Regions from separate parts of the Mus musculus genome. Here regions 2 and 3 are each linked to region 1. A link is a contact called in public HiChIP or PLAC-seq data. All regions are on one chromosome and are shown on one strand. The core of a region is the stretch at or near the end of the contact, and the rest is flanking DNA. Distances in the headings are between cores, read along the strand shown.

Evidence for each region. HiChIP or PLAC-seq counts read pairs in DNA pulled down with a chosen protein or histone mark.
Region 2: a contact with region 1 is called in an H3K4me3 HiChIP or PLAC-seq map of stem cell-derived neural progenitor cells, with 2.3 times the contacts expected there. The contact joins the promoter of Prr23a3 here to the promoter of Mrps22 in region 1. A contact is called at or near these places in 14 of 39 promoter capture datasets (the 3T3-L1 cell line, the C10 cell line, the HPC-7 cell line and 7 more), 5 of 15 datasets of contacts at CTCF or cohesin (embryonic stem cells, large pre-B cells, pro-B cells and 1 more), 34 of 484 Hi-C or Micro-C datasets (the G1E-ER4 cell line, the HL-1 cell line, Sertoli cells and 6 more) and 6 of 115 datasets of contacts at active chromatin or transcription factors (the 230-238 cell line, embryonic stem cells and stem cell-derived neural progenitor cells).
Region 3: a contact with region 1 is called in an H3K4me3 HiChIP or PLAC-seq map of embryonic stem cells, with 47 read pairs. The contact joins the promoter of Foxl2os here to the promoter of Mrps22 in region 1. A contact is called at or near these places in 21 of 39 promoter capture datasets (the 3T3-L1 cell line, the C10 cell line, the HPC-7 cell line and 12 more), 4 of 15 datasets of contacts at CTCF or cohesin (embryonic stem cells, hippocampal excitatory neurons, pro-B cells and 1 more), 72 of 484 Hi-C or Micro-C datasets (3T3-L1-derived adipocytes, B cells, the C10 cell line and 38 more), 21 of 115 datasets of contacts at active chromatin or transcription factors (T-cell acute lymphoblastic leukemia, Th17 cells, craniofacial prominence and 12 more) and 3 of 9 other capture datasets (adipose tissue, embryonic stem cells and liver).

The regions. Positions count from the first base shown.
Region 1 is chr9:98,600,417-98,603,116 of GRCm38.p6, forward strand. It overlaps Mrps22 (mitochondrial ribosomal protein S22), which reads right to left and starts at 1,263. Exons shown (of 8, transcript NM_025485.3): 1 at 1,057-1,263. The coding sequence starts at 1,228.
Region 2 is chr9:98,863,317-98,866,016 of GRCm38.p6, forward strand. Prr23a3 (proline rich 23A, member 3) reads left to right here and starts at 1,451. Exons shown (of 1, transcript NM_028033.1): 1 at 1,451-2,700. The coding sequence starts at 1,679. The coding sequence ends at 2,443.
Region 3 is chr9:98,953,881-98,956,580 of GRCm38.p6, forward strand. Foxl2os (forkhead box L2, opposite strand) reads right to left here and starts at 1,430. Exons shown (of 8, transcript NR_003248.3): 1 at 525-1,430; 2 at 324-354; 3 at 148-238. Foxl2 (forkhead box L2) reads left to right here and starts at 1,727. Exons shown (of 1, transcript NM_012020.2): 1 at 1,727-2,700. The coding sequence starts at 1,781.

The sequences.
Region 1 (2,700 bases), core at 13-2,512:
GGTTTGCTCCCCCTGCTTTCTTATAGAATCCAGGACCACCACCAGCCCAGGCATTGCACTACCCACAATGGACTGGGCCCTCCCACCTCAAACACTAAGTAAGAAAATGTCCTACAGCTGGATCTTATGGAGGCATTTCTTTCCATTCAGATAACTCTGGCTTGTGTCAAGTTGACACAAAACTAACGAGAACGTTTCTTTGAAGACCAAACTCCTGTGTTTATTCTCATGGTCACCCACAAGCTCCAGTAACTATATACATGCTCAGCACTACACTGTCTTGAGACAAGCTCACGCACCTGCTCGACTCTAGTGATCGTTTTTTTACTCCAGTGCGCCTCAATTTGTATCTAACTGTATACTGACCCTGGAATAACAAAGACATCTCAACTTCAACACAAAACAAGCAAAATTCCGCCTCCTTTCCCGTTTTTTAATTTTCATTTTACCGAGTCATCAATCCAAACTCAAAAATCAACCACATAAACTGTTTCTACCATTAATGTTCTCTAGCTTGCCACGAGTCTCCATTCAACTGCTTACCATCAAAACCTGGACACTTACTTAGACATTATCAATCCTAACTCCAAAATACGTTCCCCCAAAATACCAGCGTTCAGTTTCTTCTCTATACCTCTGCTTATTATGGTGTCCTCTTGTTCTTTTAACCTTAGCATGGTTAGCCTGGTGGCAGCGTTGCCCGTATTTTCCCTGGGATTCATCCCTATGCGTCCAACATAGTTTGAAAGGCAGCTAAGTGCTTTCCGCCCCCCCCTCCCCCCATGCCCGACGTAGCCTGGATCACAGAACTCTGCCAATCGCCACTGGGATAACAGAGTCCAGGTCAACCCTACAGCATGCCCCAAGCTAATGTAGTGTAATGCTTTGCAAGGGGCGGCACGCAAGCACTAGTGACTGAATGAATGAATGAATGAGGACTTAGATAAGTTCTGCAAGGACGGACGGAAGCCGCACGCAGTCTGACAAGCCGCCTTCACTCGTTAGAGCAAGCTCTAAGTTTCCCGGGCGCTCAGCAGAGTTCTGGCGGTCACTCACCTGCCTCGGAGCTGAGCAGGCGGCGAGGCTGCCCCACCTCGAATGGCTGGGGCCGCGTCGCGAGCAGAGCATCGGGGTGGCGCTGGGCTGTGGCCCGAGTACAGACCCGCCGTGCTCGCCGAGAGCCCAATTGGAACCTCCACAGCGACAACGGTGTTCTGACTGCAGCCATGATTACCAGACGCTCTTTGCGCCGGAATCGATAGAGCAACTTCCGGCTCGAGAGGTTTTTGTGCAGCATTCTGGGAAATGTAGTCTGGGTGGAGGCAAGGCGCCGCGGAAGCGTTTTAAAACTACTAAAATCTTTGTGCAAGCAAGGCAAGCACTGTATGGAATGAGCTATATGCCCCGCCCCGCTTCCCTCTTAGAGACAGTCTCTGCAGTCTTGACCTCAAACCCGCTGCAATCCGCTTTCTGACCTCTGATTACAGATGTGGGAATGAACTTTTTAAAGAATTTTTTTAAAGTAATTTTGTTTGTGTGTGCATGCGCATGAACTTGTATGTGGAGGTCAGAGGATAGCCTGGGAGAGTCGCCGCTCTCTTTCGACCCAGAGATGGAACTCAGGTGAAACTTGGTAGCAGGTATCTTTACAACCTGAGCAGGAATCTCACCAGCCCATTTACTTTTGTTTGTTTGTTTATAGTATTAGCTTTATCATTTGTATACAAGACATATACCACATACACACACATGCATACACACATAATACATACATGTTAAGAGTACATACATTAAGAAACAAAATAGTCGGGCGTGGTGGCGCACACCTTTAATCCCAGCACTTGGGAGGCAGAGGCAGGCGGATTTCTGAGTTTGAGGCCAGCCTGGTCTACAGAGTGAGTTCCAGGACAGCCAGGGCTACACAGAGAAACCCTGTCTCGAAAAAAAAAAAAACAAAAAAAAAACCAAAAGAAACAAAATAAGGGCTTGGAATTTAGCTCAGCACTAGAGTACTTGCCCTAGGTTCGGGTCCTAACAACACATGGGCACGTGCAACATCCCACCAACTGCTTATTCACAAGTACGTGTTTGAGTCTCTCGATGTGTGTACAGGTTTTTTGTTTTGTTTTTGTATTTTTTTCCTCTGTGCTCCTTTTCTCTTTTCTTTTTGGTTTTATGGTTCTGAATAATGAATGTGTATTGCCCTCCTAGACCTCTTCCCCCACTTGCGGGTTTAAATCCAACTGTTTGCAGTTCTTTCAAACTTTTCAAACGCACCCCAAATGTTTGTTCTTCATTCTGAATCCATAACCACCAATCACCTTATACCTTCCCTTCATCGGCCCTTCTATAATTTCTGGTCATTCTCCTTATTATCTGCTTATTTTTCTCACCACATGAAGGCTATGCCTATACATTATTATAATTTTACCTAGTACTGTTTATGTGCAGAACAAATACTTGTTGAATGAAAGAATGGATGGGTGGATGGATGGATGGAAGGATGGATGGATTGGTAAATGGATGGATGCATAGATGGATGGATGGATGGATGGATGGATGGATGGATGGATGGATCAATGGATGGATGGATGGATGGATGGATGGATGGATGGATGGATGGATAGGTGGGTGGATGCATAGATGGATGGATGGATGGATGGATGGATGGATGGATGGATGGATTGGTGGATGGATGGA
Region 2 (2,700 bases), core at 201-2,700, 260 kb after region 1:
GGCCCATAGGATCAGCCCTCAACAAACAAGCATAGAATCAACACTAAAGAGAATCAGCAGACTGCATTTATATATACATATAAAGAAACATATGTAACAATTAAAGAAGAGGTCATAAATTTGAGAAAAACACAAGGGAGAAAAGGGGGTAGAAATGATGCAAAAAAGCATTTACATGAATTCATACACACACAAATAATAATACAGTTTTTTAAAGGGGGAGGAAGGGAGCTGGAGAGACGCCTCAGCCATGAAGAGTGCTTGTTGATATTCCAGCAGTCTCAGGTTTGATTTCCAACACCCTGACCTAGGCTCACAACTATATGTAGCTCCAGTTGCAGGGGGATCTAGTGCCCTCTTCTGGCCTCCATGAGCAGAGCATGCAAGTGATATAAGAAAGCCCTGGCTGTATTTAACTCCAGGCATGGCATAAATCCACTTGTGGTACACGGCTATGATCTCAGTACTTGGGAGTCCAAGGCAGAAGGTTAAAAGTTCAAAGTCAGGCTGGAGAGATGGCTCAGCGGTTAAGAGCACTGACTACTCTTCCAGAGGTCCTGAGTTCAAATCCCATGGTGGCTCACAATCATCTGTAATGAGATCTGATGCCCTCTTCTGGGGTGTTTGAAGACAGCTACAGTGTACTTAGAGATAATAAATAAACAAATCTTTGGACTGAGAGAGAAGAAAAAGTGTCTGAAGACAGCTACAGTAAATCTTTTTTTTAAAAACTCCCTGTCTCGAAAACAACAACAACAACAAAAACAAACAAACAAACAAAAAGTTCAAAGTCAGTCTTCTAGATAAGAAGTCCGGGATGCATAGCATACAAAAGACCCTTTTTTCTACGCACCCCCCCCCCCGCGCATTTTTACTTTTGATTTTTCTTTTTAATATTTTTTATTACGTTTATTTATGTGAATGTGTGTGCCACAGTGTCACCATGTAAGACTGAGATCAAATTCAGTTCATCAATCAGGCTAGGCAACGAGAGAGAGTTCTGTTGAACCCTCTCTGGACCAGACTTGTTTTGGTGTAGTTTGGTTTGGTTTTGAGCCCATATGCCACTCAGCAGCTCGTCTTTGCCTCAGAGTTCCTTTACCTAGGCCCTAGAACCCGGGATTTATGAGTGGGACAAAGACGATTTCAGGTGTGACTACTCACATCCGCCCGGACTACCTAGTAACCCATTCTCTAAACCGCGCTAAAGCAATTTCCCGTGGCATTTAACGGAGTGTGGTTTGGTGGGATGGTGCAAGTTTCTCAGTGATTTTTAGAATGCCCGAAACCGTAGAAGTTCTAATCTTGAGCCATCTTGAAATTCTATTCCGGGTGAGACAAACTGCGCAACCAGTTCTGCCTCCTATAGGTCAAAAAATGTATTTCCCAACTACAGCCAAGTCTATTGGCCAGCCTGACACTCCTGGGGCGGAGCCTCCAGGACTCCCGCTTCCAGAGGTGCAGCCTAACCTGACCTTTTCCGTCTGAACTTGGGTTCCGGTTCATCTTCTGAAAATTGATTGGCATCTAGTAAGTGACCCACCTTGCGTACGCAATATCCACTAGGCCAAGCGCAGAGCTGCAGAGCACGAGACTGTAGCCGCTCCGCCCGCGCCGTCGCACCTGCCCGCTCTGCACCCCGCACCCGCGCCTCTCCAGCCCCACAGAGCCGTCCATCATGCTGCGCACCAGGCCCCGCAGCCCCAGCGCCGACCCCGCGCCCTGCTGGTCACCGCAGACACCAGCACCCAGCCCTGCCAAGCGCCGCCGCCTCCACCAGGAGCCCGCGTGCCCAGAGCCCCTGGCTCAGCCCGAGTTGGAAGCGCCCGCCGAGCCCACCACCTCCGTGGTGTTCCTGGCCGCCGGCTCTGCCCTGCAGTTGCCCCTGGACGGCGTCGACCTGCTGCTGGAGCCAGAGCCCACCTCGGTACTGCAAGTGTCGCTCCAAGGACACACCATCCTCCTGGTCCCCGAGGGGCTCCAAGACTCCACCCATTTTGGACAGCCTGGATTCGTGGCCATCAGCCCGCAGGGAGCCGCTGCCCAGGACGGGCCCCAGGATCATCTAGTCGGTCTCCAGGAGGAAACTTTCTGTGAGTACTTCTACCAAGAGGATGTCTGTGATGAGGATGCAGACTTGGAATTTCTGGAGCACTGGGCTAGCCCTCCAGATGATCAGGCCAATGGGAACTTTTCCTCCATCCCAGGGGTGCCCAGTCCTTTGTCTCAGGACCAAGTCCCAGGGCCTTCCACTGGAGCAGAGCAATATTCTCCTAGGTTCATCTGGGAACTGGACATCAACATGCTGGGACCCTTCCCTGGCTCACCACTGCAGCCTCTGCCTCCATCTCCTTCCCGGAATCCCCAAGAGCAGCTTCCGCCATGCCCTCCATGCTCTCCCCGGGCTCCTCGCAGGGCCCGGAAGCGACTGGTCTATGAATGAACTGCCCTGCACAAATCTTTGAGGGGCTTCTCTACCCCTAGTTGCAAGGCACTTAGGCCCCATGATGTTAGAATTAAAGCCTTGCTGACCCAAAGGACTCTTCCCGAGGCCCTAAAAGTTCCTAGAAATTCAAGTGGTAAAATCCCCAACACCTGTTTCTTCTCTAACAAAGAAATTAGTAGGTGTCTTAAGTTCTTGGTGGCCTTTAGTGTTTTCCCGTGAATTTTTGAGGATTTGGACACGACTTATCTACCTCT
Region 3 (2,700 bases), core at 180-2,679, 350 kb after region 1:
GCACTGGGATAGCCACCTAGATGTGTGACTGGCACACATCATTCATTCAGACCATTATCCTTCACAACGTGTCTGATCACTCTTCCTCAGCCTCTCTCACACTTCCAAGACTGCAAACCTGTGTTAAGGCTGAGTGACAGGGCACACCTGATGTTGTGCTGGCACGGAAGGAATTCCTCTAAGTCCGTTTTCTATTTTCGGAGATGTAACTGGATCCCCACCAGACTTCGGCTATTATCTTAAAAACAAGGGGAAAGACTACTGTCCATTCGTGACTGGGACGCGAGAAAGCGCCTCCCCAGCCTGTGGTTTTCCTTCCTTACCTATGCTGGAAGGAGAAGATGCAGGTAACGGCTGTAAGGGTAGGAAGGACAAAGGAAGACAGGAAAAAAAAAAAAAAAAGAGGTTGTATCCACGAACCATGTTCATGGATACAACCATGTACTCTGGTGCTTGATTCATACACCTCACTAAGCAAAAATAAGCAAATACAAGTCTCACACATTGTACATATATAAGCATACCTGGGTTTCTGAACAGCACACTTGCGCAGTATCACGTGTGTCTTTAAGAACAGATTTTTGCCCCGTGCCTTCCACGCGTGACACTTGTGCACGCAACAGTCCCCAAAGCCCCTCAGCAACATCCTCGTCTGTGTCCAAGCCAGAGTACAAGGGATACCACTTGATCTTTAAAACACACACCCAAATTGTGGGATTGCAAGGCGAGTTCCAAGGAGAAAGCTGGTCCCTACATCCACCTCAGCACAGAGAAGCGAAACGTCCGATGCCAGTGAGCGGTACTCCTGGGTGTCTCTTCCCAGCGATCCTCTCCCCAGCCTCAATTGGGCTCAGAGAGCTCGAGGGACAGAGCAGGCCGAAGCTTCTGCCTTCCGTGACACGAGCTCTGAGCTGGTTTACCTCCAGCTGCCGCAAAGTTCGGCCACTCCACCCCGGTCCGGCCCCCTTGCCATCTCGCCCCTCCCTAAGCCTCAAAGCTAGAAGTCTAGCCCCAGCACAGCCCGAAGCACAGAGCAAAGGGTTTTGTTTTCTTTCACCTGAAAGCTGCCCAGAGGCTTGGATCACCTCTCCTCGCTGGGGTCAGCATTCCCGGGGCACTGGCAGGGCGCAGCGAGCCCCAACCAGGGCTTTTCGGCGAAGCAAACACCCGCAGATTTTCAAGACTCGTAAGAGCGTGAGGCAGGCTGTTGGCTGGGCCCGGGAGGCTCCGGAGGCTCGGGAAGGCCGGTCCAAGTTCTGCCGGCCGTTTAAAAAAAAAAGGAGACTTAGAGATGAACTCGCCCGTGCGCTGCTGGCTGCCCCGCTATAGGGGCGAAGGCCCCTGACGCAAGCGGAACTCTGCGGAGCCCATACGAATCAGAACGGAGCGAGGCTCCTGGCGCACTAGGGACTCCAGGAGGCGGCTGCGCCAGAGACGCGGGTCGCGCCTCGGGGAAACCGGGCGGTGGGGGGAGGGGAGAGCTCAGCCAAGAAAACCCACCGAGGCGGGGACTGGCCTGGGCGGGGAGGGGCGGCGGGGCCGGAGCCCCTCGCTGTTGGGCAGACTCCCGATGGCCAGAGGCTGACTTCCACTCCCGCAGACCGCTCCCCGGGGGGAAAAGAGAAGAGAGTGAGAGCCGCGCGAGGCCTCCGGTCCCCGCAGCCTGCAGAAGTTAGAGGCTCTGCGCCGAGCGCACACTCCTGCGCCCGCCTGCAAGGCGAGCCTGCACCAGGAGAGCACAGCCTCCGGGCTGCCCGGCCGCGGAGAGCCGGCTTTTGTCATGATGGCCAGCTACCCCGAGCCCGAAGACACGGCGGGGACCCTGCTGGCTCCGGAGAGCGGACGCGCAGTCAAAGAGGCCGAGGCGTCGCCGCCGAGTCCCGGCAAGGGAGGCGGGACAACACCGGAGAAACCAGACCCCGCGCAGAAGCCCCCGTACTCGTACGTGGCGCTCATCGCCATGGCGATCCGCGAGAGCGCCGAGAAGAGGCTCACTCTGTCCGGCATCTACCAGTACATCATAGCCAAGTTCCCGTTCTACGAGAAGAACAAGAAGGGCTGGCAGAATAGCATCCGCCACAACCTCAGCCTCAACGAGTGCTTCATCAAGGTGCCGCGCGAGGGCGGCGGCGAGCGCAAGGGCAACTACTGGACGCTCGACCCGGCCTGCGAGGACATGTTCGAGAAGGGCAACTACCGGCGCCGCCGCCGCATGAAGCGGCCCTTCCGGCCGCCGCCCGCTCACTTCCAGCCCGGCAAGGGGCTCTTCGGGAGCGGAGGAGCGGCGGGTGGCTGCGGCGTGCCCGGAGCTGGGGCCGATGGCTATGGCTACCTGGCGCCACCCAAGTACCTGCAATCGGGGTTCCTCAACAACTCCTGGCCCCTGCCGCAGCCTCCCTCGCCCATGCCCTACGCCTCCTGCCAGATGGCGGCGGCTGCGGCGGCCGCTGCTGCAGCCGCTGCAGCCGCCGGCCCGGGCAGCCCCGGTGCAGCCGCGGTGGTCAAGGGGCTGGCGGGCCCCGCCGCCTCCTACGGGCCGTACTCGCGCGTGCAGAGCATGGCGCTGCCTCCGGGCGTCGTGAACTCCTACAACGGCCTGGGGGGCCCTCCTGCCGCACCACCGCCGCCGCCACCGCCGCCGCACCCTCACCCGCACCCTCACGCACATCATCTGCACGCGGCCGCTGCGCCCCCGCCAGC